Regions from separate parts of the Anas platyrhynchos genome. Here region 1 is linked to region 2. A link is a contact called in public Hi-C data. All regions are on one chromosome and are shown on one strand. The core of a region is the stretch at or near the end of the contact, and the rest is flanking DNA. Distances in the headings are between cores, read along the strand shown.

What was found. Hi-C and Micro-C count contacts between places; a contact is called where the count stands out from the background.
Region 1: a contact with region 2 is called in a Hi-C map of liver, with 2.5 times the contacts expected there. The contact joins the promoter of SLC27A4 here to the promoter of NAIF1 in region 2. A contact is called at or near these places in 3 of 8 Hi-C or Micro-C datasets (liver, skeletal muscle and subcutaneous adipose tissue).

The regions. Positions count from the first base shown.
Region 1 is chr18:8,194,499-8,201,917 of IASCAAS_PekinDuck_T2T, forward strand. SLC27A4 (solute carrier family 27 member 4) reads right to left here and starts at 5,845. Exons shown (of 13, transcript XM_027470622.3): 1 at 5,712-5,845; 2 at 3,068-3,234; 3 at 2,035-2,429; 4 at 1,223-1,381; 5 at 755-824; 6 at 561-652; 7 at 1-41. The coding sequence starts at 3,228. It overlaps TRNAR-UCU (transfer RNA arginine (anticodon UCU)), which reads left to right and starts at 6,026; the gene lies at 6,026-6,117.
Region 2 is chr18:8,023,276-8,030,624 of IASCAAS_PekinDuck_T2T, forward strand. NAIF1 (nuclear apoptosis inducing factor 1) reads left to right here and starts at 1,926. Exons shown (of 2, transcript XM_027471061.3): 1 at 1,926-2,710; 2 at 3,292-3,979. The coding sequence starts at 2,176. The coding sequence ends at 3,755. SLC25A25 (solute carrier family 25 member 25) reads right to left here and starts at 1,388. Exons shown (of 11, transcript XM_072025312.1): 1 at 1,001-1,388. The coding sequence starts at 1,330.

The sequences.
Region 1 (7,419 bases), core at 4,595-7,094, 180 kb after region 2:
CATGCCCTGCAGCAAGCACTGCCCGATCCCCACGATGTTCCCTGTGGAGAGGCAGCCAGGGAAGCCCTCAGTCCCCACACAGCTCCCACCCAGGCAGGGCAAGGCGCACGCCACGTGCTGGCTCACAGCAGGCGGGCGTTCATCTGGCCAAAAAGTGACCCTGGGTGCTGGGGAGGAGGCACGGGGCAGCACGACAGCGACACCGGGGGCAGCGCTTTGTGCCCAGCTATCCTACATCTCGGCCACAGAGGTGGGCACTGCTCCTGCTTCCTCGTGACTTCTCACGTGGGGCAGCGACACAATGCAGCTATTCCAAAGCCAGGCTAAGAGCTGGGAGAGCTGTCCACCCACACACACACACTCGCCCACTCCAAAGGTCAGTGGGATCGATTCCTTGCTCTCAGATAAAGAGAAAAAAGCCTCGGGTCAGACGCTGCCAGCAGCAGCCAGCTCCTCTTTGAGGCAGAGATCGGGGCTGCCCCAGCCCCCAGCCTGACCCCCGGGCGTGGCGGAGGGGAAGGGGAGTCCAGACAAGCAGGGCTCCAGGGGGCACGCGTTACCTGCAGCGTGGTACAGCGGGAGGCAGTTGTACATCACGTCATCAGGCCTCATCCGAAAACCATAGAAAACCAGGCTGGACATGCGGAAGTACCTGGGGTGGGAGAACCAAGGGGCACCTCAGCACCAGGGGCTTGGTGCCAGCGGGGCAGAGCTCGGCTCCCACCCTCCCCACAGCCCCTGCCCGCTGCCTCACCTGCAATTCACCACGATGGCAGCTTTGGGCAACCCCGTGGTGCCGGAGGTGTAGATGTAGAAGAGTTTATCTGGGGAGCAATGAGGACACAGGGTCAGGTACTCGGTACCACTGCAACCAGTCTAGGGGCTGGCTGAAGCAGGAGGAGGGGACGAGTCAAATTGTGCACTCTGCTCATGCCAGCTGAGCCAAAATTTGGTTAAGTGACAGCACCAAGAGCGTGCTGGGTTCATCCCTGGCAGGATCAGGCCTGCTGGACACGCTAAGGGCACAACATGACACTGTTCCACACACAGCTGGGCTTCAGGCACTGCAGTAAGACCCTGCTTGAGTACCCCAGGTCCTGCTGCAGGTGCCTGCCCTCAGCATCCTGAGGGGACATTCTTTCTGGTGTTGTAACCAGCTGAAAACACCAAAAACTCATAAAGACACCACCCTGAACCTGGCTCCCCAGAGCTGACCACGTACCGAGGAAGCCCTTGTCGGGGGGGGTTGGCTGGTGCCGCTGGGCCATCTGCAAGAGGGGGTCCAGGTGCTTTGCACCAGAAAGTGCAGCCTCGGGGCTTCCTTCCCCTGACCAGTAGAGATGGATGGACTTCTCCAGGGAGGCCTGGACTTCCTGCATAGCTGAGAAAGTCAGGGAGAGAAGTGGAGAAAGAGAATCGAGGTGGTGAGTACAGCACCGAGACACCCAGCCCCCGCAGACAGTCTCGGGAAGGCAGTGCCCCAGGTTGCTGAGCGCTACGAGGGTGCTGCTAAGTCCCAAAAGGCCCGAGCACCCTCCCAGGCAGATGTTGTTCTCATGTTTAACAGATGCCGGGGCCGCAGCCCAGGCTCCTTCAGAGACTTGAAGATCCTGTTCTCCACCTCTCCCTAGCCAAAACCTCCTGGGTGCCAAGAGGTCTGTTGACACCGCAGCCTCGGGGGTGTGGGCTGAAACACGAGGAGCTGGAGCCGAGGCGCTGCGGGGATGTGGCTACCAGCCACGGAGAGCAAGGGGAGGCTCATCCCTCGCAGCACGGCAGGCCTGGCCCGGCCCAACCCAGGGCTCCACGCAGGGAAAGGACCCGAGGGGCACCCGGAGCACGAGGCAGGATCCTCACACCCACATGGGCCTGACTGGGAGCCGGGTGGTGCACGGGACCTGCCCATGGCCAAAGGGACAAAGGTGGAAGGGGAGGGACGGACACCAACTCCTTGATAACTCAGCTGCTGGAATTTGGAAGAGACCGTGCTGTATTTCCCACAGGAAATGAACACTAAACCCACAGACCCCTCACCTTCCATCATCTCCACCCCAAAAATGACCGCCTTGGAGCTGGAGATGGTGATGCAGTGCAGCAAGGCCTCCATGCGCAGGTTGGAATTCACCAGGGCCGTCTCCACCCCGATCTTGGCCAAGCCGAGCCACAGCCCCACGTACTGATTGCGGGACTCCATGAACAGAGCCACCACATCACCCGAGCGGAAACCTTGGCCGTAGAAGAAATTGGCCACTTGGTTGGAGTACTCATCCAGCTGCCGGAAAGTCCAGCTCTCGCCGGTGCCTTGGAAGATCAGCGCCGTCTTCTCCGGGTACTTGCTGGCGGTTTGCTGGAAGATCTTGGCGATCGTGTTCTTCTCCTTCACATGCCTCCACACCTGCCACTTCACCCGCAGCAGGACCAGCCCCGTGCTGCCAAAAAGAAGGGGAGCAGGAGGGAAGCTGCTTAGTGAGCCCTGCAGAAAGATTTCCTACAAAGCTGGCAGAGCACAGAGGCCTTGCTTGGAGCTGCAGCAGCCCAGCGCTGCTCAAGGCCTTGCTCTAGGCCAGCAGCAGCTCTGGATGCTTCCCCAAAACAGCGTGGACATAGGCAGAAGCCCTCTGCAAAAGCCAGGAGGCCAAGGACAGAGTTTCTGTGGAAGGCTGCAGACAGGGATGTCCCCCTTAAAGGGACGCCTTGGAGCCTCGGGGGCTCTCCAAGAGGTGCCACCACTCCCCACCAGCCACATTTTTGCCAGGACCTGGCACTGCCTGGTACCAGCCGACCCTGCCCAGGCTCCTAGTGCCGTGCCAGCAGTTTTAGGGACAGAATGAAGTACAAGGACAAGGTCAGCCACTAGATTTCAGAGCTCAGCTGAAATCTATCTTTCCCGGGAAAACTTTGACCGAGAGTTTGGAGCCATCCGGGCGCGGCAGAGGGAAACTAAGGAAGTGCCAGGGAGATCTGCGGGCTGGGTGCCAGCAGAAAGCAAGAGCTGTGCAGGGAGCCGGGGGCTGCACTCACACACCCCAGTGCAAAGCAGCTGGGCTGCCCCAGCCAGGACACTTACGTGACATCCCTTCGTACTGTCTTGATGAATATGAGGAAGAAGTCCCATCCCCCGGATCCCAGGTAGAAGACGAAGAGCGCGGGGATGGCCTGGGCCCAGGACAGCTCCAGGCTGACCCTGAAGAACAGCAGCAGCGCTGCGAAGGCCGCCAGACGCAGCATCGTGGCCTGCAGGGAGAGAGAAACCACAGAGATCGACCCACGCACCCCGGAGACAGCAAAGCCACGGGCAGGGGCTGCATTAGCAGTCCCCAAAGCCCCCCAGCATCACTGCTGCTCCTCGCAGCGAGGATGTAATGCAGCAGGCCAGATCTCCTGCAGGTGTAACATTACCAGAGCCTGGCCACGGGCGCCAGGTAAGCCCCTGGCACAGCACAGCTCTGCTTAGTGCTCGCCAAAAGCCTGGCTGTTCCTAGTTGGGAGCCCCAGCCAGGGACACAGACCCATCCCAGCAGCAGTAGATGCAGGATAACGTCACTGCACGGATTTGGAAGTGTTGTTGTGCAGCAGAGTCCGTATAGATTTTAGAAGGCACCAAGGCAGGGTGAGCTCAGCTCTCACCCCAGCCCAGCTCCAAATCCCTCCCCGCAACCCCACTGTCCCCACAGCATCAATTTCCCAATACGCCTGGCTCCAGGACAGCCTCCATGAGTGCCGGAGAGCTCAGCTTCACCAGCTCCCCAGCACAGCTCGGGCAGGAACAGGAAACTCTGTCCTTTAAGCTCTGCTCGTGTTTGTAAACTCTGCTGTCAGCGGGCAGCTTCCTGGCCTGGCGCTGCTGGAGACGCGGCCGAGCGGCCGGGGGGCCACGAGGCCGGGCATGGGGCAGAAGCAGAAGGGCTGTCCCTGCCTCCAGACACACAGGGACCCCGTCCCCATGCCCCGTGGGCTGTCACTGCTGTTCCTGCCCCCCCAGCAAGCAGCTCCTCTGTCCCCATCCCAAACATCCCCCCCATGCAGCTCCAGGACCCGGCAGCAATCGCAGTTTAGTGAAGGCTCTTTTCAGGTAGTGGCATCAGGCAGAGAAAAGAGACAGTGGCATGACCCCAAAGGCTGTGAGATAAAACGGGTCCTTCCTGGCATGGAGCGTGGGCCACAGAGGAAGGAAACCTTCATGTAATTTCCCTTTCCCTCTTGAAAATGAATGCACTGCTCCAAAGCTGGCAGCTGCGGGTGGCTCTGCCACAGCCTGCGGAGCTGGGAGCCACGCTACAAGCCCAGGGCTGCCCCATGTGGGACAGACAACATGAGATGGAGGAGCCGAGGCCGTGCCACACGGTCACCGTGCCCTGGCACGCCACACTGCCTGCCTGCAGCCCAGCAGGAGCGGGTCGGGACGTAGCAGAGCCCAGGGTGCTGCTCCCAGCCATGGGGACATCCCCCAGCACGCAGAACCCAGCCCAAACCTCCCCGCTCACATCCAAGCTCTCCCAACAAACATCTCCCAGGCTCGAGGCCCCACACCGCAGTCCCTCAGCCCTTCAGCAGGGCAGCACCCACTGTATTTCCCCCCCCAGGAACCTCTCTGCTCAGTTTAACAGGGACATTCCCGGATCACCGCCAACCCCCTGCGCCTCGGCCAAAGACCTGAGCCCTGAGCTCCAGGGGGCAGGGAGAGCCGGGCGGGGGGCACACTGCGTGGGCTGCACGGCATCGCAGCGCCCACGTGAAGGCGAGACAGGCCCAGGCAGGCGCCTCTTATCCGCCCCTCTCATCTCTCCTGCACGCCAAGCACACGGTGCCCTGTATGGACATGGCAGGGTTGGGGTCCTTATGGGTTCAGCTCCTGTCCAGCCGAGCCAACCCATGGAAATTCGGAGCTGTCTGTAGCTCCGCAGGAGGGTGGCGTGATGGAAAACGCCGGGATTTGTCACCCGGGCATGGAAAGCTGAGGAGAGCTGGGGAAAGGGCTCTGGTGCTGTGGGGTGGGGGCAGGCAGCGGGACCCCAGGTGCCGCAGCTTCCCCCAGCCCTGCCAAAACCCCACACGGGGCTGGAGCTCCCCGTGGGCAATGCCCCGGGTGGGTGGCACCTCCTCGACACCTCCGGGGGGGCACAGCTCCGTGAGGACCCCCGCTGACCACCACCCACCTCCTCCACGAGGAACCGGCCTTCACCAACAATTTTGGGTTGAAAAAGGGCCGGTTCAGCCCAGCGGAGGGGCTCGGAGGCCGTGACCGTGGGCAGCAGCAGCTCCTCCCCGGTGCCCTGGCTGGGGGGGCCGGGCTGGGGACCGACCCCCCCAGGACCCAGCCCCAACCCCAGCCAACCGCAGAGGCCCGGAGGCTCCCCGGGACCCCCCCCGGTCCCCCCCGGTGCTCCGGGATGGGGTCACCGGGACCCCCCCCGCCCTCCCCAGCCCCTCGCTGCCGCAGTCCCCGCCCGGCCCCTCACCTCCTCACCGCCCTCCCCGCTCCCCGTTCTCCCCATTTCCCCCCCCCCCCCGGTACCGGCAGCACCTCCCCGGTGCCCAAAACGACCGATTTCTCCCCAAAACGACCCCAAGCCCCCTCCAGCCCCCTCGGGGGTGGGGGGGGGGGGACACCGGTGGGGCGGGGCGAGGCTCCCGTTCCCATACCCGTACCCGGAGCTGCACCGGGGACACCGTAAGAGAATGAGGAGGGGAAGGGGGGGCCCGGCTCTTACCGGGCTGCGGCGCTCTCCGGTGCGGCCCGGCCACCTGCACCGCCACCGGGAGCCGGAGCCGGAGCGGGGCCGGGAGCGGGGCCCGCCCGCCGCTGCGGCACGGCCCGCGGGGCCCGCCGGGACTTGTAGTCCCGCCCGGCACCGCCCTCCCTGCGGCCCCCGCCGCCGTTACCAAGCGGGAGCTGCCCCGGGAACCGGGATCGGGAACGGGAACGGGAACGGCACCGGGGGCTGCAGGGGGGGAGGTGGGGGAGAACCGGAGGGAGGAGGGGGAGCGAAGGGAAAAGGCGGCGAGGGCGGCGGGGCAGTCCGACGGCTCTGTGGCGCAATGGATAGCGCATTGGACTTCTAGCGCGGCGTGACGGGAGTCATTCAAAGGTTGTGGGTTCGAGTCCCACCAGAGTCGTATTTTGCCCCCCCTGGAAAAGGAGGCTCCGGGTGCACGGTGACACCGCGGGGACCCCCCCCCTCTGGTGCAGCGGGGAGGGGAACGCGGCCGTGGCTGAGGAAATGGGGGGGGGGCTCTCATTTTTAATGTCTGGGTTACAGCGGGGGGAGGAAGCAGGCAGAAAGCGTGGGGCAGCCCTCACAGCCTCCTCCCAGCCCCACACCTCAGGGCTCCGGCCCTGCTGAAGCCCCCTTTGGGTTTGGGGGACACAGCGGGGGGTGCACGGTGGGGCTCAGCCCCCTTTTTGCCCCCCAACCTCCTCCTCTCTCCCGGGGGAGCCGCCTGCGCCAGCGGTGCTGCTGTCAGCGCCAGCAGCCGGACAGATGTGGGCCGGATGCCGGAGGACGAGGCTATTGTAGGCCCGGAGGTGGATCCCCGTGTTTGTGCCGTGGTTTTATCTCCCGTTCAGGATGAAAATCTTCCTCTCCGTGTCCAGACGTAACAACAAACCACCCTGACGCTTCAGAGCACGCAGCAAACCGGCAGCAGGCACTACTGCGGGGTTCCTGGCGTGTTTCTGATTCCATCATCACCCCTTAAAAAAAAATAAATAACCAACAACCCACACAACAAAACCTGACAAAACCCTCCAGCACGGTGATGTGGCAAAACCAGGAGGCTGCCAGGCGAAGCCGCCTGACTGCCTCGAAACCAGGCAGGCCGCAGCACCACAGGCCGGCCTACGGGGCCAGGCTGAGTTTGGGGCCGTGGGGCGTCGAGCTGAGGGCACCGCGTGTCCCTTGGCACCAGCCGTGCCACTGCTGTTGGGAACTGTGTGGGAATGAGCCAGGGAAGGAGATTTTGGGGGCACGGCCCTTCCCTTGGCTTAATAAACATGCACCAGTTGGGGGGCAGCACGCGGTTCAGCAGCAGTGTCACCTCAGTGCCAGGTGTTGGTATTTGGGGTACAGCATCCCCAAACAGCCAAGCAGCCCCCCGCTGGTGGTGATAGCCGAGCTGCCACTTGTCTGCAGCAAACACAACCTGAAAACCACACGTTTTTGTATGGTTTGTGCCTGGCCTGCCAAAACCCTCCCCACTTACTCCCCACTGCCTCTATTTGTACAGATAGGAAAAGCAATGGTAAAGGCCAGCAGGAGCCACGGTGGCACTTAAGTGATGTGGCTGAACAGATGCAGTTTAAAATTATATTACGTGCTATTTGTGCAGCCCTGGCACCGGCCCAGCAGGCGACCCGCAGCCCGGTGCTGTGTGAGCATGGCAGGCAGGCCTCTGGCGTCCGACCTGCAGCCAAACGCC
Region 2 (7,349 bases), core at 676-3,175:
CATTCAGCCCCTACCCGGAGCTCTCACACTGCTGCAGGGGGGGCTCTGATGCCCCCACCAGCTCCGTTTCTCTACCCAGCTGCTTCCTGCGGAGCAGGAGGGGAAGCAGAGGAGTAAAAAGGGCATTTGGGTTCATGGCACATCCTCACAGCCTGGAAAGTGTCAGGCTGGATGGAGTAAAGTCCCCGGGAGGAGAAGGGAACGCGAACCGAGAGCGGCACACGGGCACAGAACATTCTGGGGCACAGCCTCCTGCCAGCACCCAGGGCTCCAGCCCCACGGGCAGCAGGCCGGCATGTCACAGGGTGTGCACAGCTGATTTATGGGGTGTGAGGGGGGGCGATCGGGTTTCAGCACCGAAGCAAATTGCCATGGAATGGCAAATTTAGAAGCAGCAGCAGGAAATCACCCCCAGGATCCTCGTGCTGCCCAAGAGTTATCACGCTCTGCAGCAAGGTGCCAACCGAAAAGCAACGTCAACACCTAAAAGGGGTTACAGTTAGAAGGGAGCTAGCACCTTTGGGAAGAGTGGATGCACATGGTCAGAGCAAGTGAAGGGATCAGGGAGGGAGCAGGAGCCATCGTTTCAGTTTTCTCCTCTGCCTCAGAAGCTCCCTGCCGGTCACAGCCCGGCTGCGGCCCTTCCCCTCCCTGGAGTCATCCCGGGACACGCAGCGCTTTTATGACCCTACACCCATGGGCCGAGCTGCGTGTGCCCCGATAAGCTGCTTCCTGACTCACAGGGACCTCAACCCCACTAAGCGCGATGAAACGGGGCCGTGTCCCCACGGCTGGCACCGGGGCTCCCCATAGGCAGCCCCGGGAGCTGGGTGCCGGCAGCAGGTGGCAGCTCCCGATGCCCAGCACCCAGCGGGGCAGTTTATAGGGCTCGTGTGCCACCGGCACGGCCCCAGAAACCTTCAAAAAAAACCTGACATGGGATTACCGAGCACAAACCGGGCCCTGCCCGTACCCCCGGTGCCCCCCGCCCCCCGCTCACCAGCAGGTCCAGCTCGGTGCGGTGCAGCCCGAGGCGGCCCAGCCCCACGGCCAGGTCGTGGATGCAGAGGGCGCCGTCGCGGTTCACGTCCAGCTTCTGGAACAGGGCCCGGAGCCGCCGCTCCTGCTCCGAGGCCTCGCACAGCGCCCGCCCGCAGGGACCGGCACCGGGACCGGCACCGGAGCCGCCGCCACCACCACCGGCAGCACCACCAGCACCACCGTCGGTCACGGAAGCGGTGCCGGGAGCGGCGGCGGCCCGCGGGGAGCCGCAGGGGCAGAGCACTCCGCTCACCACGGGGGACGCCAGCGAGCGCCGCGCCCCCGGCATCCTCCCGCCGCCCGCCCCGCCGCCAAATGGCGGCACTTCCGCCGCCGCCAGCCGCCGGCCGCTTCCGCCTTCGCGCCACGCGCCGCCGCCCCCACGTGACGCCCCCCCGCCGCCCAATGGTAGAGGTTCCCGGCGCTGACGTCACGCCGGCACGCGCTGCCTCCCGGCTCGCAGCCAATCGGAACGCGGCGTCGCGCGCGAGCCGGTATAGGAGGGCTGAGCGAGCGCCTATTGGTTAAAACGCCGGGGGGGAGGCGGGGAAAAGCTGCGGTTGCTCCAATCAGATCGCGAGCCCGGCCTCCGTTTGATCTTGACGGACGTGGCGCGCACCCAGCAGCTTCCAGACGGGGGTGGGCGCTGTGCGTTGATTGGCAGGGAAGCAACCAATAGGATTAGAGCGGGGAAATTTAGGGGCGGGCCCGGCCTCACGGAGGCCCAGTGCCATGAGGGAAGCGGGGAGGCGGGGCCTCCCCGCCCCTCCCCTTGACGGACAGCCGGATCGACCAATAGCCGCGCTCCTCTCCCACGGGGGGGCGGGACCCTGAGGGTGACGAGCAGCCGCGCGGCCCAACCAGGCGCGGCGGGACGGGGGGGCTGATTCTGGAAGCCATTACGCCAGTGTCGGAGGGCGGAGGCCGTTGAGCGGGGCCCGCCGGCTGCCGGCGGTACGCAAATTGCGTACCGTTGGCGGTTGCTAAGGGCCGCGGCTGGGGGGGGGGAGCGGGAAGGGGGCGCGCGGCCTCCACAGGGCCCTGAGGGGCCCCGCGCCCCCCTCCCCGACCCGGGGGGGGCCGCGACCCCTCGAGGCGCCCCCGAAAGCCCTTCACGAGGCTCCCCTCGGGGCCATGGCGTCGCCGCCCGCCCCCCCGGCCAAGAAGCGCAAGATGAACTTCTCGGAGCGCGAGGTGGAGATCATCGTGGAGGAGCTGGAGCGCGGCAAGCACCTGCTGGTCAACCACTTCAACGCCGGCGTGCCCCTGGCCGCCAAGGCCGCCGCCTGGCACGACATCCTGCGGCGCGTCAACGCCGTGGCCACCTGCCGCCGAGAGCTGCCCGAGGTGAAGAAGAAGTGGTCGGACCTCAAGACCGAGGTGCGCCGCAAGGTGGCCCAGGTGCGGGCCGCCATGGAAGGACAAGGCGGTGAAGGACAAGGCGGTGGAGCAGGAGGAGGAGGAGGAGGAGGAGGAGGCACGGCGGAGGGCGAGGAGGCGGCGGGAGGGGCGGCGGCCGCCCCCGTCATCCTCACGCCCATGCAGCAGCGCATCTGCAACCTGCTGGGGGAGGCCACCATCATCAGCCTGCCCGGCGGGGAGTGCGGCGCGGGGGACGGCGGCGAGATCCCCATCACCGCCGCGGCCGCCACCGTCACGCTGACGCAGAGTGAGTGCGGCGCCCGCACGAGGGGCGGTTGGAGGTCTTGTGGGGAGCCCCACCCCCACCCCAAGTAACAAAAAGCCCCTTCCCAAAGTGCTGTAGGGGAGCGGCTCCAAGGTGGTCATGTACTGCAAGTCAGCTTTGACAGCTGGGGTCGGCCTTAAGAGCAGGAATTGTGCGGTCCCCTTCTCGCAGAACAAAAGCAAAGGGAGAAATATCTCCAAGGCCCACTCCCTGGTGTGCCCCAAAGAGGAGCTGTCTGGTTGATAGGCGCCGTTCTGGGCCTTTGCCCTTCCGTCAGTTGGTGAATGGTGCTTGGAAGGAGCCCGCCAAACTGCAGGGTGAAGCGGGATTCTGTCTAGACAGACATAGCGTGCCCTGTTCCCTTGGACTTTAGCGTGTACACCCCAGAAGGAAGCCGAGATGAGGGTGGAGCAGCCTTAAATAGCTCATTTTGTGCGCTCACTGTTTGCTGGACGTTATCTCGGCGAACAGGCAGTGTTACAGTTACCTTCATTGAATAGTTCTGTAGATAAAACCACTCCTTTTGCTGCTGCTCCTTACCCCTTTCTGTCCTTTGTTCTCAGTTCCTGCGGAGACGACCTACCACAGCCTGGAGGATGGCGTCGTGGAGTACTGCACCACGGAAGCCCCCGCGACGGTTACGGCCGAGGCACCCCTGGAGATGATGGCGCATCAGCACGAGGTGTCGGCCAAACCCCAGGAGCTGAAAAGCCGAATCGCCCTGAACTCAGCCAAGCTCCTGCAGGAGCAGCGAGTGACCAACTTGCACGTGAAGGAGATCGCCCAGCACCTGGAGCAGCAGAATGACTTGCTGCAGATGATCCGGCGCTCCCAGGAGGTGCAGGCGTGCGCGCAGGAGCGGCAGGCGCAGGCCATGGAAGGCACGCAGGCCGCGCTCAGCGCCCTCATCCAGGTCCTCCGCCCCATGATTAAGGACTTCCGTCGGTTTTTGCAGAGCAATACGCCCAGCCCTTCGGTGACTGCTGACCCCAGCCAGACTGGGCAGCAAGATGGCATTATCCAGTGAAAGATATGATACTGGGACGTCTTTCTTGGAAAACAAAACTGCCTCTGCTGCCGTTGGGCCCGGAGCGAGGGCTGCGAGCTCTTGTCGGTGTGAAACGGCCTCTCCTGGGAGGCTGGCCGAGCCCGGACAGCTTTCTTCTCCCCTAATCTTATGCTAAGCTGCCTTTTCAGACTCACCGTGCAGAGGGGTAGCCGGGTGTGTAATAAAGCAGGAATGTAACATTGGTTGCTTTAGTTCCTCAGAACAATAGATTTGTTTAAAAAAACGTAGAAAAGACGATAATTATTTTTATATTTGTTTGAAAACCTCTCCTAAGTCTGATACCTCGATTCCTCCCCCCCCCCCCTTTCTCTCGCCTTTAGCTGCCTTGTAACAGGGAGAGCCTCCTTGTATCACAGTGCTGAAGCTGCCAAGGTACAGTTACTGTAACTGGTGCATGGCAGTGGGTGATTTCCTGTCTCTTGCTGAAAGCATTTGCTGGAAACGCGGTACCAGGGGCGGTTCAGCCCTGTCTCTGCACTGCGAGTGGTGGATGCTGCTCTGGGAGCACGAAATGCAGCCCACGCAGGCCAGCATCGAGCCTACATGCGGTTTAAATCCCACCCACGTCCCCTTAGGATATAAATGGGGTTAAAAGCGAGCGTTCACCTCGTGTTCTGCCTGTGTGCGGCCAGGAGATTGCACTTTCAAGTTCGTAGAGATGAAAAGGCCGTGCCTTGGTTAGCAGGCGCTGCCCTGGGCTGCGTGTCGGAGCACACACAGGTTGCACTCAGGTGGGCCTGCAGGCGAAACTCCAGCTCTGTCACCTCCCTGATCCGTTCATCCATCGAAGGGCCCGGAGTACAGGGCTTCAGCCACGCAGTGACTCCCAACCCTGAGGAGTTTGTCAGCCCCTTGTTCTAGTGAGGTTTGGAGCATGAATTGGGTCTAGCGGTGGTGTTGGTTCCGTCCTTCTCAGAGCTGGAGGCAGTACAGCAGCTCTTTGTTAGCCTGCTAACAGTTATTTCAGCCGGGTTAGTTTCCTGGCTTTGACCAGGAGGCTGAGAAACGGCTGCGAGGCTCAGCTCAGCCCTTCCTACAGTTACACGGGGTTGGGCAGCGTTCGCAGCCGCTGTTTGTGAGGCGCTCAGGCTGCTGGGTTCAGTCCTCACCGAGCAAGCTCAGTGTCACAAGGCACTAAATGGGATTTGTACAGACCCAGGGTAGCTTCATGACATTTTAGACAGAGCTCCATGTGTACATGCATGGAAACAAACCCCAAAACTAAAGAGAAGGAAGCAGAGCTCTTTTCCCCATACCTTGCAGAGTGTTTCACGTTTAATAGGCTTGGTGCTTGCCGGATGCTGCTTTTGAAACCGAACCTTTTCAGAGCTGGTTTTTGCTTGCTGTTACGTCTCCTGTGGGGCTGAGAAGTGGTGAACAAAGACTGCCGAGGGAGCGAATTGGCACAACCAAACGAAACCTTTACGTGTGTTATGGTGAGGTGCCGAGGGGGTCCCCCGGGTTGGGGTCCCCCGGTTGGAGCAGGAGGCAAACAGGCTCCTGCTGCCCGCCCCTGTAGTGATCTCGTCTCATCTGCAAGTCTGAGGGCAGAGAAAAGAACAACGCAGCCCCAAGGCTTCGGCCCGGGAGGACTCCTGACCCCCTGACACCGACAGCTCTGCGCTGAGTCAGGGCGGCATCAGCGGCGCCTTCCCACCTTGCCTGGCACCGGCCGCGTGAGTAACGCTCGCCTGACTCCTCTCAGACGCGGTGGAGTCAAATCAATTGCTCAACTGAAGGCTATTTTTAAAGCAAAAAGCTCTGCCCTGTGTGTTGTTTTACCTCGTTTGTGTAACGATCTCTCCTTTGCAAATATAAATTTTAATAAAAAAAACACGTTTTTGGTAAACAGCTTGCAGTCCGTCGGTGTGCTGCGGGGCAAGGTGAGCTCGTGAAACCAAGTCAGCAGCACAGAGGGCTCAGTGAGAAACAGCCAAAGGCAGCTGTAAACAGCCAGGTGTCACGGTAGGTTTTTTTCCTCGTTTATGAACTTTGTGGCCTTGTATTTGCATAATTGTGCTCTTTTTTTTCCCCCAAATCACAGCTTTTACAGCCTTACCTCCCCGCGTGTGACAGACTCCCGAGGGATACCGACCTCCCGGCTGCTCCAGCCCAAAAGGAGGGATGTGGTGCCAGCCTCCCGATCGAAATCAGCGCTCGTCCTGGCGGTGCGAAACCCTCAAGGTGTCACTGTTCAGAGGAGTGAAGGCGCTGCCCTCGGAACCTCCCATTTTTCTGATGTTTTCAGCATAAACACGGAGCTTAGTCAGGCCGGCAGCGTTCGGGAGCGAGTTCCGCGTGCGCATTTTTGTCTCATTAAAGAGCTGTAGCAAGGTTTTAAGTACAGGGTGAGCACCGTCATTAGGGGCTTGGCTCATTTCAAGGTCATCGGGCTCGGGGAGGGAGAGAAAACGTGTCCCTGAAAGCCAAAACCAGGGGGGCTGGGCACACGGGGCACTTACGGGGCAAACACATGCATGGCATGGCGCTGAATGGGGAATTTGTGCCCCAAGCAGAACGAAAGCTAAGGGGCAGCATCTCACAGGTGTCTGTTTGTACTCCTGTGCTGATGTTTTTATACCAAGAGATTTGTGTTTGGCACCCAGAGCAGCGCAGGGCTGTGCTGTGCCTCAGAGGAGAGGATGAGCAGCCGGCGGTGAGCAGCATCCTGCAGACCTCTCGCTGCTGGAGGAAGAAACGCTTCTGGTGGGGCAGGAGACCGCTGAGCAGCAAGTCCAGGCAGTGGCCAAGCTGCTTGCGGCACCACCGGGTCCTTCAGAAGCAAAAACCTGGTCGCGAGGCTCAGGCAGCGAGCGGCGTGTGCAGCTCAGGCACGGCCTTCCAGGAGATGGCACTGCGCAACGCGGTGATGCCGAGCTGCAGCCTGCAGCAGGGTTCTGGGCGCCGCAGGGATGGTCCCAGAAATCACCCAAGTCCTCCAGCCCTCTGGTGGGCTTGCTTCATCCTCCTACCGCTGGGTCTGCTCAGGTCGGAGAGCCCACAGAGGCAGAAATTCAACGGGCAGAGCTCAGGGAGGAGGAACGCTGCTCGCCATGGAAAATTCGGGCTGTCTGGGAACGGGGACACGGGCTGTGATGCTGGGGCTCGCAGCGATGAGTTCACTGCAGCACCGAGAGTGGGCAGGCACATGATGAAAAATGCATGAATTCCTTCATTATAACCAAAGGAACCGGTTGGAAGATTTTCTTTCCGAGGCCACACACGAATGTGTCAGCATCCCACGGGCACAGCGCTGAAATAGCTCCCTGCCAGCTCTGGGAGCCGATCCTGCAGACAGGCTGATATCATCCACACATCCACCGAACCTGCCTTGCCTCCCCCGACATGTTCTTAGTTTGTCGAGGCTGTTTTGGCAAAGCACTCTGCAGTTGGGTCGTCGGGTTGTGTTTTTCTTTTCTGTTGCCATCTGAGAAGTTATCGCCAACAGATATTGTCAACAGAAGCGTGGCCTGCTTAGCTAACTATGAAAATTGAGGTGTTTCAGGTTCTTAGGGTTCTTGAAAGCCTCTGATGACCAGCTTACACAGATGA